Regions from separate parts of the Mus musculus genome. Here regions 2 and 3 are each linked to region 1. A link is a contact called in public promoter capture Hi-C data. All regions are on one chromosome and are shown on one strand. The core of a region is the stretch at or near the end of the contact, and the rest is flanking DNA. Distances in the headings are between cores, read along the strand shown. Region 1 holds the start of Ccdc153 (coiled-coil domain containing 153). Region 2 holds the start of Tmem25 (transmembrane protein 25). Region 3 holds the start of D630033O11Rik (RIKEN cDNA D630033O11 gene).

Region 1 (3,768 bases), core at 242-2,741:
GAGGGAGGGAGGGAGGGAGGGAGGGAGGGAGGGAGGGAGGGAAGGAAGGAAGGAAGGAAGGAAGGAAGGAAGGAAGGAAGGAAGGAAGGAAGGAAGAAAGAAAATGCCTCTATAAGATCTGGCTATAGTTAAGCCTATAGGGCATTTTCTTAATCAGTGAATGATGGGGAGGGCCCAGCCCATTGTGGGTGGTGCTACCCCTTTGCTGGTGGTCCTGGGTTCTATAAAAAAGCAGGCTGAGCAAGCCATGGAGAGCAAGCCAATTAGCAGCACCCCTCCATGACTTCCGTATCAGCTCCTGTCTCCAGGCTCCTAGCTCCTCTCCTGACTTCTTTCAATAATAAACAGTGCTTTGGGTGCGCAAGCCAGATAAACCATCTCCTCCCCACGTTGCTTTGGTTGTGGTGTTTCTTCACAGCAGTGATAACCCTGACTAGGACCTGTCATTGCTGCTGTCTCCTGAGGCTCCACACTCCTTACCCAAGCGGTCCTGAAGCAGCTCCTTCTCGAGCAGCACCAGCCTGTGCTTGGCCTCAGCCTCCACACCTGTCGTGGCAAACCACGGAGTCTTAGGCTACGCTGATCTCGCCCCTGCCCTGTCTTCCTCCCGCACTTTTTGCAGGATGGGGGAAGATCACTGATACCCAATGCCAAAATCTGACAAATTCATAGCCAAGCCTTCACTGCCTTGTACTTGGTGTGTGCTCAAAAGAAGGGTGAAACAGATGACAGAGGCAAAGGACTAGAGGGGGCTCCAGGGGGAGAGAGGCAGTCTCCGGTCCCCAGCCTGGCCGAATCTGAACTCAGGGCTCTGAAGAGGAGGGCAAGAGAGCCTCACTTTAGCCAACTGTGGTGTCAATGCCTAACTAATGCCAGGCATTGTGAGCACCAGGCTGTCCCAGCACTAGGAGGACTAGGAGGATACGTTTGAGGCTTGCCTGGGTTTCTTAGTGACCCTGTGTCAAAAGAACAAAAGACAAAACCAAAACAAACGCCCTCTGTCTTGTTGCCCAGGGAGCTGGATTCCCTCTAAGGACCTTGGTGTGGACATGGACATGCAGGGGCACTGGCCTTCACCCATGGTGACTCACCAGGACTTGAATTCTTTTTCTTCTTCCGTGCCTCAGCTTTTCTCCCCCTTCCTTTGGTTTTAGGTGGCATCCCGCTGTCCTGACGAAGGGAAGACCTATGTAGGTCAGCATACAGACAGGCTTTCCTGACTCTTACACTGAGTTGGTTGGGGGTTTCTGGAGCATCAGAGTGCCAGTCTCCCAGTGCATCTTACACTTCTATAGAAGCTTCATTTCTTGGTCTCTGGGACCCTTAGGGAGGGCTGGGATCACTGAGGGAGAACAATCCTATGTGCAGCAGTCAGCTTCTTAGAGAAACTTCTGGACATCCCTTCTCTCTCCCCAACTTGTGTACTCTCCTCCTTCCTACCTACCTGCAAGACTTTCTGTTGCTTGTGTGGTGTCTCCCTGGGAAATGACATGTCATGGGGACAGTAAAGAGAGACCCAAGTAGATTGAGTCTAGGGAGGAGCCTGGGTCCTGGGAGCCAATCCAAGGTGTAAAACTTCCTCAAGAGGTGGGACCAAGAACTGGGATGTTGGGTTTCTGGATACTGCACGTTGTCCAGGCAACTGGAAAACTCAGGCAGGTGGGTGAGCTAAATCAGCTCATACAAAGGAAAGCTTCTCTTTTTACCTCCATATCCTAGCCCTAAAGAAGAGGCTTAGGAGCCGAATAGCTATTATTCATGTCTACACAGGCACTACCTGTGGTCTGGAGACTCTCCAGGCTAGGAATCTACAAACTTGCAGTCTGGGAGAGCAGTGTTTTGCAAGACATAGGGAAAGCAGGGATAGCGGCCATCACAGCTACTTTATATCTGGAGGTTTCGTGTGAACACAGTGACATTATTTACTTTAAAACAGAAGGTTTGGGGGCTGGAGAGATGGCTCAGTGGTTGAGAGCACTTGGCTGCTCTCCCAGAGGTCCCGAGTTCAATTTCCAGCAACAGCATGGTGGTTCACATCCATCTGTAATGGTATCGGATGCCCTCTTCTGGTGTGTCTGAAGACCACCAGATACATAAAATAAATAAATAAATGTTTTGTTTGTTTTTTGTTTTTTGTTTTTGTTTTTGTTTTTTTTTAAACAACAACCTGAAGGTTTGCCTCAAAAAGGCTACTGTGGTGTGTGAGGGAAACATGTTCTGACACAGGTAGTTGAAAGGATGCTGACCCACAAAGAGGAACACAAATTAGACAAGAGTCTGGAGTTCAGCTACTTAATTTTGCTCAGCTTGTATTTCTTGGTGTATAAGTTTTGTAGCTCCTGAAATCCCCAGACGTCAGTGCAGTGTTTACAGGACTCCTTTTTCCCTCTCCAGTCAATCTTGCCTTCTCCCACTATTTCTTTATGAGGTTTAATCTGCAGGCAGGGGTTTAGCAGCCCCCAGGCTCCCTGCAGCATAAAGTTGCTTAGGGCTCCCTCTAGTGGACTTGCTTGACCGCCTGCACCTCCTAAAGTTTGCAGTTGGTAATTTCTTGGGCAATATTGGGGGAGATCCCCTTTACGGGGTGTTTTTTAGTATCTTATGTATAATTAAAATTTGATTGTTGGCAGAAAGCATGACGGGAAGCCCTCCCTCCATCTGGGAGAGATCCGTCTGGACCTGTGCCATCTCTGGGCACCATAATGTCACCATACATAGAATTTAAACAAGCCTTCCTCCCTGTGGATTATGGAACCTACAGATCCTTTTTAGGCATGTCTGTCCATTCTAGTCCCTGAAAATGTTGGTCAGTTGCATATTATTAGAAGCAAATCTGCCGAAACAGACACAAGATGTGGGACTATGAAATCACTTCCAGAGCAAGCGGAAGGTCAATACCTGTTTTATTTAACTCCGTAGCACTTTAGATACTGTAAGAGAGAGTTTTAATTTTTATTTTTGATTATGTTCTTTATGTGTGGGTTTGTGAGCACAGTGCCGGGGGGCGGGGGAGGCTACAAGAGAGCTTTGGAGTCCCTTGGAGTCGGAGTTACGGGTAGTTGTGAGCAGCCCACCAGTGTGGTGCTGGAAACCAAATTCGAGTCCTCTTCATGAGCAGGACTCACTTTTAACTGCCGAGCCATGTCTCCAGCCCCGGCTCTGGACACTTTATAGAGCAAAGAGTCCTACTTGTCGTTGTGATGCTTACAGCCCCTGTAACGTAGGGCTGGTGACCCCGTACACAGGTCTCAGATATGGAGAAATCTCATTTTTCATCACGTTTTCATTTATTCTTCCTTTAGAATCTCCGGTCCTTTCCCAGGAGCTTCTCAGGGACTTCTTTCCCTGAATCTCTGTCACTCACGTTTGTGCTTGGAAGGACACATTGGGGATGACAGAACACAACCTAGACCTCATGTTTTAGGAGATCGTGTATTTTACAAATGAGTTCAGTCAACTGACTCTCAGGTGCAGGATCAGGATGTGGTTTGAGGTCAAGGTGAAGTGGAGAAAAAAAAAGGTGCCATGTGTCACGTGATGAACTGGTCCCAACGGAACCCAGAAAGGGGTTGGCGTTGTGCTCAGCAATTCAGCCCCTCTTTAGAAAACAAACCAAATAAAAACTGTGAGAAAAAGGCCAACCTTCCCTTCTCTTTTTATTGACTTCAGTTTAGAAGCGACGATAGGAAAGATCGTTTCTGATCTCACTGTCTCTGTTAATTTTTTTTTTTTTTTTTTTTGGGCTGGGGAAGCTGGAGAAATGGGTCA
Region 2 (4,208 bases), core at 52-2,551, 560 kb before region 1:
GCTGTGAAGAGGGAAACTGAGCTGGTCCCAGAGCTGCTCAGTCTGCAGTCCCAACCTGGACCTCTGAGGGAAACTCAGCCTTTCTCCACGATGGTGCTGAGCAATGCAAGGGCCCTGGCAGCCTCTTTAGGAAACTGGAGACTATGAATAGAGGCAGGGTCCAAAGAAAGCAGCCCGTGGACCTAACAGAAACCCTAAGCTGGCTGCCTGAGGTTCCGGGATGAGTTCTGAAACTCAATCCAAGTACGTTCCTCTGAGAATCACGAAAATAAAACAGTGCAGCCAGCTCTGGCTCCACGACCTTCTTCCAATGAAATAAGATACAGAGTAATGAAGACCGTGGAGATAATGAAGGAGAAAAATGGGGAACGTGCCGCTTTCGTAGTCTGCATTGGAAAAGAGGAAACAGTTCTGTTAGCTAATGAGATTTCTTGAACTCTAGGGTTCAAAGTGGGCCACCAAACACACAGTAGGTGCTAGGCTCCACTTGTGTGAACTACGACTATTTGATAATTGATGGATTCACTAACACAGTGGCCAGATCCTCTAGAAAACATTCACGTTTGGGTGCATTAATGTTAGGACATACCAGGAACAAGGCCAAGGAGAGCCTTGGACTTTGATCTCAGCTCTGCCCGTGGGCGGCCCACAAGCCAATTGTAGCAACCCTTCATCTCGGGTTAGAAATAATCCCTCGTGGTTCAAAAGTCTGCTGCACGAAGGAGGGGATGGGCTGCTCTGCTCGGCAGGTGGGCGGGGGCTCGGTTGCCCACACCCGGCTGACCTGCGCCGCCCTCTCCCTGTCCGCCCGCAGGCGCCCTGGAGGACTTGGAGCGCGCGGTGACATTGAGCGGCGGCCGGGGTCGCGCCGCCCGCCAGAGCTTCGTGCAGAGCGGGCTACTGGCGAGATTTCAGGGCCGGGACGACGACGCCCGCAGGGACTTCGAGAAGGCTGCGCGACTGGGCAGCCCGTTCGCACGGCGCCAGCTAGTGCTGCTCAACCCGTACGCCGCGCTGTGCAACCGCATGCTGGCCGACATGATGGGGCAGCTGCGCGCGCCCAGCAACGGGCGCTGAGCGTGGCCGGCCGAATGATGGAGAGGGGGACCCTGACCCAACCAGGACCCAATAAAACTTCCGGGACTCTCGGACTGCGTCTGCTCTGTGTCCGCCTGCTTACTAACCAGCCTCACGGTGGAGGCCTTGGCGGGGGTAGGGAGGAGGCGGGACAGGGCGGGGCTGGAACGGCCACCTGCCCTTGCTCGGGCAGCGATTGGTCCTGCCTGGCGCGGGCCCCGCCCTTGCAGCGGACTGCGGTGCTCAGCCTTCTTGAGCAATTGCTGGGGCTCACTCTGGGAGGGAGCCAGGTGAGCTGACCCGAAAGCAGGATGCTCCAGCGACCCTCGGATCCGCGACGCTCTCTTGCTAGGCCCAAGTCCACCTGAGCAGCCGAGATTGGAAAAGCGGTGCATGGCGAGATATGGGAGGGAGAGCCAAGGCCAGCGAGGAGTGAACCGGGTCAAGAGAAGGACGATCGTTTGGGGGGGAAGGGGAAGGGCGCCTGTGCATGTCTGTCTGTCTGTCTGTCTGTCTGTGGTCATCTACTGTCAGTGCTGGCCTCTATGCCCGCACAGAGACGAAGTGTTGCCATAGGGTCTCTTCCTTTGGGTCTTGCTGATTGTGTCTATTTGTGCCGGTGTCTTGGCCACTGTGGGCCAGTCTACATCAGTGCATGGTAAATTATTGCAGGAATTGTTAGGCCTACATGGCTGGTACTCTTCTCTCAGCAGCCTGGAGGCCGGTCCCTGATCACCATGGAATTGCCTCTAAGCCAAGCTACCCTCCGGCACACACTGCTGCTCCTTCCTGCCCTCTTAAGTTCAGGTATACCCCAGTTCATCCTTTGGCCAAACCCTCCTTGCTTGCATCTCCTCTCACGATACCCACTCCAGTCTCCAGGGCTGGGTTCCCCTATCCCTACTTCCCTACCATAAGTCTATGCAGATCCTGGTCAGAGAAACCAGCTGCCCTGTCTCTTGGCCTGCTGCCTCTCTGTAACTGAACCTCACTGTGGTCTCTCCAAGTGCCTCCCAGCGGCTGCCTGCTGTGTTCCAGGTCAAGGGGAGCTGGCGCCGCAAATTGATGGTCAGACCTGGGCTGAGAGAGCGCTTAGGGAGAATGAGCACCATGCCTTCACCTGTCGGGTTGCAGGAGGTTCTGCCACTCCCCGATTAGCCTGGTACCTGGATGGACAGCTACAGGAGGCCACCACCTCCCGACTGCTGAGTGTGGGTGGGGACGCCTTCTCTGGAGGAACCAGCACTTTCACTGTTACTGCCCAGCGCTCCCAACATGAGCTTAACTGCTCCCTGCAGGACCCAGGGAGTGGCCGGCCAGCCAATGCCTCTGTCATCCTCAATGTGCAATGTAAGTATCCCTGAGACAGTCTTACTACATTGCCTAGGCTGGACTCAAACTTGCCAATCCCCTGCCTCGGCCTCTAGAGTGCTGAGATTACTCATACGCATGACACATTTAGCTTTAACAGGACATTCATAAACACGATATGAGAGAATTTCTATTTTCATCCCTATTTTACAAATGAGAAATTGAGGCACAAGTTAAGCAGCTGCCCAACATTTTGAGATTTAATTGCCCAACAATTAAGAAGTAGGTCCAGGATGCAAATTTAGACCTTTGTCTGGCTCTCTACTCTTTTTATTTTTATGCTTTGAGACTTTTTCCAGGGGTGACTTTGAGCTTCTGATCTTCTTGCTTCTGCCTCCCCAGTGCAGAGACCATAGGGTATGTGGTATGAGGACCGAACCCAGGACCTTTCTCATGATCGGCAAGCACTCTACCAACTGAGCTATATTCCCAGCCCAGGTTTTAAAATTTTAGACAGTCTTACTATTTATCCAAGAGCAGCCCCAAACTGGAAATCCCCCTGCCTCTGCTTCCACTGAGCCACATCCCCAGTAGTTTTCTATTCTTTTTTCTTATTCTGGTTTTTCAAGACAGGGTTTCTCTATATAAAAGTCCTGACTGCCCTGGAAATTTTGTGAACCTAGAAGCTTTGTAGACCTTGAACTCACAGAGATCCTCCTGCCTGTGCCTCCTGAGCAGCACTGGAATTAAAAATGTGTACCATCGCCGGGTGTGGTGGTGCATGCCTTTAATCCCAGTACTCGGGAGGCAGAGGCAGGCGGATTTCTGAGTTCGAGGCCAGCATGGTCTACAAAGTGAGATTCAGGACAGCCAGGGCTACACAAAGAAACCCTGTCTCGAAAAACCAAAACCAAACCAAACCAAACCAAAACAGTGTACCATCACTGCCTGGCAAAACCTTATATATAGATATAGATATATAGATTAATGTAGGAGTGTTCTGTCTGCATGTACATCTGCATGCCAGAGGAGGGCATCAGATCTCTTTATAGATGGTCATGAGCCACCATGTAGTTACTGGGAATTGAACTCAGAACCAGTCAGTTTAACTCAGGAGCAGTCAGTGTTCTTAACTGCTGAGCCATCTCACCAGCCCATGGCTGTCTACTCTTTTTCTTTTCTTTCTTTCTTTTTTTAAGATTTATTTACTTATTATATGTAAGTACGCTGTAGCTGTCTCCAGATGCAGCAGAAGAGGGCGTCAGATCTCATCACGGGTGGTCATGAGCCACCATGTGGTTGCTGGGAATTGAACTCAGGACCTTCGGGAGAGCAGTCAGTGCTCCTTACCCTCTGAGCCATCTCTCCAGCCTGGCTGTTTACTCTCAATCACTGTGAATTGATGCTGTACCAGCAGACCCTGCTACCTGTTCCTTAATGTTCTTTCTGAGAGAGGCTCAGACCCTTTCTCCCATCCATATTTGGGAAGATAGGGCCAGAGTAGAGGGTTGTAATGAAAGCAGATTATTCTCTGCTCTGCTCTAGTCAAACCAGAGATTGCCCAGGTTGGAGCCAAATACCAGGAAGCTCAGGGCCCAGGCCTTCTGGTTGTCCTGTTTGCCCTGGTGCGGGCCAACCCACCTGCCAATGTCACCTGGATTGACCAGGATGGGCCAGTGACTGTCAATGCCTCTGACTTCCTGGTGCTGGATGCTCAGAACTATCCCTGGCTCACCAACCACACTGTGCAGCTGCAGCTCCGGAGCTTGGCACACAACCTCTCGGTGGTGGCCACCAATGACGTGGGTGTCACTAGCGCT
Region 3 (3,855 bases), core at 585-3,084, 980 kb after region 1:
TCAATGCTATAGCCATAAACAGACCTCCCAGGATTTTTCCAAAGGAAATGTGGAAATATTTTGGTGTCTGATCTGGGCAGCAGGGAAGAGTGGGGATGGGGCTTGAGACTGATGCTTCCAACCTGAGGGGCTGAGGAGGCTCCCACGAACCAGAGCCCAGAAGGCTCTGATGGCTTCCAGAGCACAGAAGGCTCTCATGGCTTCCAGCTCTACCGCCTCACTGGAGCCTCAACCCACTTTAAGAAAAGAGACCCAGCAGCTCTCCCAATCCCTCATCCCCTCATCCTCTCTACCTCCACCTCTGGACCTCCCCTCCACCCCACCCCTCCACCCCCTCCCAAACTCAGGATGAGCAGCTCTGCCCTTCTCTCTCTGTTCTCCACAGCACAGGCTGGAAGGCATCAGGCTCCAGGATGCAGCCTGAGCCCCCGCCCCAACTGCACACACTACCAACCCCCACCCCCACCCACTGCACACACACTCAACCCACCACACACACGCACACTGCACACACCACCAAGCCACCCTCCATACATGCTGCACACACACACACTGCACATACTGCACCCACACACACACACACACTGCACACACCGCCAACCCATCCCCCATACATGCTGCACACACACACACACACACACACACACACACACACACACACACACACACGCACGCACGCACGCACCACCAAACCCTACCCCACCCACACCCTCATTTTCTTTCTCATTTCAGTTAAGAGCCCTCATAGCCACCATGCGCATGCCCCCAGACATGCCAAGCCTTTTGTTATTGCTACACAAGTTGTTTGTGCTCACAAACCACACAAATTGCAGCTAACAGATGGCTCCATGGGTCAAGGACTTGTCACCAAGCCTGATGACCTGAGTTCAAGCCCTGGAACCCACGTGATGGAAGAGGAGACTGAACGTTGTGCTTGTGTGCTCTCTGTCTCTCTGTCTCTCTCTCTGTGTCTCTCTGTCTCTGTCTCTGTCTCTCTCTCTCTCTCTCTCTCACACACACAACATAGTAATTATTTTTAATTGCAAAAAATAGAACATAGCGTTTTAACTAAGTTTACAATTTGGGGGCTAGGCTGCATTCAGCTATCCTGTTGGTCAGAAGTTATTAAAAAAAGAATAACCCAGCCGGGCGTGGTGGCGCATGCCTTTAATCCCAGCACTTGGGAGGCAGAGGCAGGCAGATTTCTGAGTTCAAGGCCAGCCTGGTCTACAGAGTGAGTTCCAGGACAGCCAGGGCTACACAGAGAAACCCTGTCTCGAAAAACAAACAAACAAAACAACAACAACAACAACAAAAAGAATAACCCTTCAGCCTGAACCTGGTCCCTGGGCAGCTCTGTCACCTTGGGTAAAGCTTAATTCCACGTCTCACACCACAATCTCCTCATCTGTGAAGCAGAGAAAAACCAATCCATTTTCTGCTCACTGTGTTAGTGGGAAGTGGGACCCGAGAGGCCAGTGCTTAGAATTCGGAGGCTTTTCCTTCTCAGCGACCAGGGACCAATTCTCCCATGGTGGATCCAGATGACCATCAATCGCTTGTTCACTAAGACTCTTTCAAACTCTGCGTTTGGCTGCACTTGCTCCCTGGAGCCTTCCCCCTCAGTAGGCAGGGACAGAGGTTAGGACTCACCAGACACCCAGGGCAGGAAGGGCTCAAGTCATAAGTTCCATATGGGACTGTGCAAGAGGTGACACCGATGCCGTGGTGCAGACAGGAAGCTGCGCCTCCTTCACTCTGTTCCTTATTTTCATTATTTTCTTTATTTTCATTCATTTACCTGCTTCACTGGAACTGCTCCGAGAGCCATGACTCTATGCCAGACACTGCACTAGGCATTGGGAATTCAGATGATAGTGTGAATACAGGTGCAGTTACGTTCACAGCCTCCTGGAGGAAAATGACAGGTTCCCACACTGTGTGAGCCGTGCTGAGACAGCAGGAGCACTGGATGCCACTGTGAGGCACAGAGGTTAGCCTGCACCCAGCGAGGTGGGACAGGTCTCCCCTCAGACACTACAGGAGTCTTGCTGAGATGAGGGAAAAACACAGCAGTTTCTTGGTACCCCACAGCTTAGAGGGTGGCACGAGGAAAATACACCCGACAGAGAGGTTCCAGGGTAGGATAATTAATATTTTGCTAAGTGGGAAAATACAAGTTGTGATGCTCACACGCACGCGTGCGCGCACACACACACATACACACACAAAGCTCAGAGAAAGCAAACTGGGATTCTTCTCACAGAAATTAAAAAGAAGGGAGAGAGAGAGAGAGCAGTTAGAAGCAGTTACAGGCAATTCTGTGGCTGAAAGAGCATTCCCTACAAGATGAGGCCCACTCTACTACCGAGCCACACACTACCACCGTCTTAGGGTTTTTATTGCTGTGCAGAGACATCATGGCCACAGCAACTCTTAAAAAAGAAAACATTTAATTGGGGCTGGCTTATGATTTCAGAGTCCATTATTGTCATGGCGCAAGCATGCAAGCATGTAGGCAGACATGGTGCTAGGAATTCTATATCTGGATCTGCAGGCAGCAGGAGAGAGAGAACGTTTGGGCGTCTTCATTAGGGTTTTATCTCTGTGAATAGATGCCATGACCACAGCAACTCTTATAAAGGAAAACATTTAGTTGGGGCTGGCTGAGGGTTGGTCTGTCCTCATCATGGTGGAAAGCAGGGCAGCATAGAGGCAGCCTTAATGCTAGAGAAGTAACCAAGAATTCTACACCTGGATCTGTAGGCAGAAGGGAGAGAAGGGTGCAGACACTGGGCCTGCCTGGAGCATTTGAAGCCCACTTCCTCCGATAAGTCCACACCAATCCAACAAGGCCACAGCACTTAATCTTTTCAAATAGCACCACTCCCTAGAATCTATGGGATCATTTTCATTTAAACCACTACAACCACCAAGCTACCCCACCATACTACCACTGTGCCACCCTACTTCATAGCAGTAGCTACAAGACAAGAGATTCCCAATTGTCCATTCAGTAGGTAGGAAACCTACTTCTAGACACCTACCTCCTCCCCCAGAGTCTTACATTCCCGGGGAAATTGGCAGATCTCAAATTCATCTCCCCATCTGGAAGCTCCAATTTAATAGAAATAGGTAAAGGGTTAATATTAGCTAGGGGTGTAGCTCAGTTAGGAGAGAGCTTGCCTACCATTATGAATTTCCGATTCCTTCCCCAGCAACCTGTAAATCAGGCATGTTTAGACCACACCTCTAGTCCCACATCTAGAGAGGTAGGGCAGGGGGATCAGAAGTTAGGGTCATCCTTGACTCTACAGCAAGTTCAAGGGAGTTATTTTTTGTGAACTGTAGATATAAGTATAAAATATCCAAGGGACAGGTAAAGCCGAGCATGCCGTCATTCAAAGAGACCTGAGAGTGTCTCAAGGGAGCACTTAGTAGGTCCACCAGAACCAAAGTGATATCAGCTAATTTTGCTTCCAAACTCCTTCTAGATGTCCTTCCAGGCCCACCATTCCTCAGCAGGAGGTGTCTAGAGTTGGGCTTCTTCTCATAGAGAATATGTCAAGGGTAGAACTGCATTGTGGTGTAGAAGCACATAGTTTCAGGGAGTCCTCTTCACACTGCGGTCTCCAGAGTACGCTGGAGACAGACCTGAGGGAGAAGCCTGTGACTCTGGCTGCTAACTTTAAACTTGCCTTGACCAGACCAGAAGAACTGTTGTTCCTTAGTTGCGTGGAGACCAGAGGGCACTAATTAACCAAAAAAATCAATGGTATGTAGGGTTATAGGGTCTCGAGTCTGCTCTGCCACAGGGCTCAGCAGCTCGGGGAGGTGGGACTCGGGGAGTCAATC

Evidence for each region. Promoter capture Hi-C pulls out the DNA fragments that hold promoters and counts their contacts.
Region 2: a promoter capture Hi-C map of pre-B cells shows a contact between it and region 1, with 2.2 times the contacts expected there. The contact joins the promoter of Tmem25 here to the promoter of Ccdc153 in region 1. A contact is called at or near these places in 4 of 39 promoter capture datasets (cranial neural crest, fetal liver, hippocampal neurons and 1 more).
Region 3: a promoter capture Hi-C map of liver shows a contact between it and region 1, with 5 times the contacts expected there. The contact joins the promoter of D630033O11Rik here to the promoter of Ccdc153 in region 1. A contact is called at or near these places in 2 of 39 promoter capture datasets (hippocampal neurons and liver) and 1 of 115 datasets of contacts at active chromatin or transcription factors (pancreatic cancer cells).

The regions. Positions count from the first base shown.
Region 1 is chr9:44,238,400-44,242,167 of GRCm38.p6, reverse strand. Ccdc153 (coiled-coil domain containing 153) reads right to left here and starts at 1,491. Exons shown (of 7, transcript NM_001081369.2): 1 at 1,445-1,491; 2 at 1,092-1,170; 3 at 481-546. The coding sequence starts at 1,161.
Region 2 is chr9:44,796,340-44,800,547 of GRCm38.p6, reverse strand. Tmem25 (transmembrane protein 25) reads left to right here and starts at 1,301. Exons shown (of 8, transcript NM_001357385.1): 1 at 1,301-1,884; 2 at 2,116-2,427; 3 at 3,934-4,208. The coding sequence starts at 1,815. It overlaps Ttc36 (tetratricopeptide repeat domain 36), which reads left to right. Exons shown (of 3, transcript NM_138951.1): 3 at 815-1,148. The coding sequence ends at 1,077.
Region 3 is chr9:43,257,858-43,261,712 of GRCm38.p6, reverse strand. It overlaps D630033O11Rik (RIKEN cDNA D630033O11 gene), which reads right to left and starts at 1,834. Exons shown (of 3, transcript NR_168927.1): 1 at 1,654-1,834.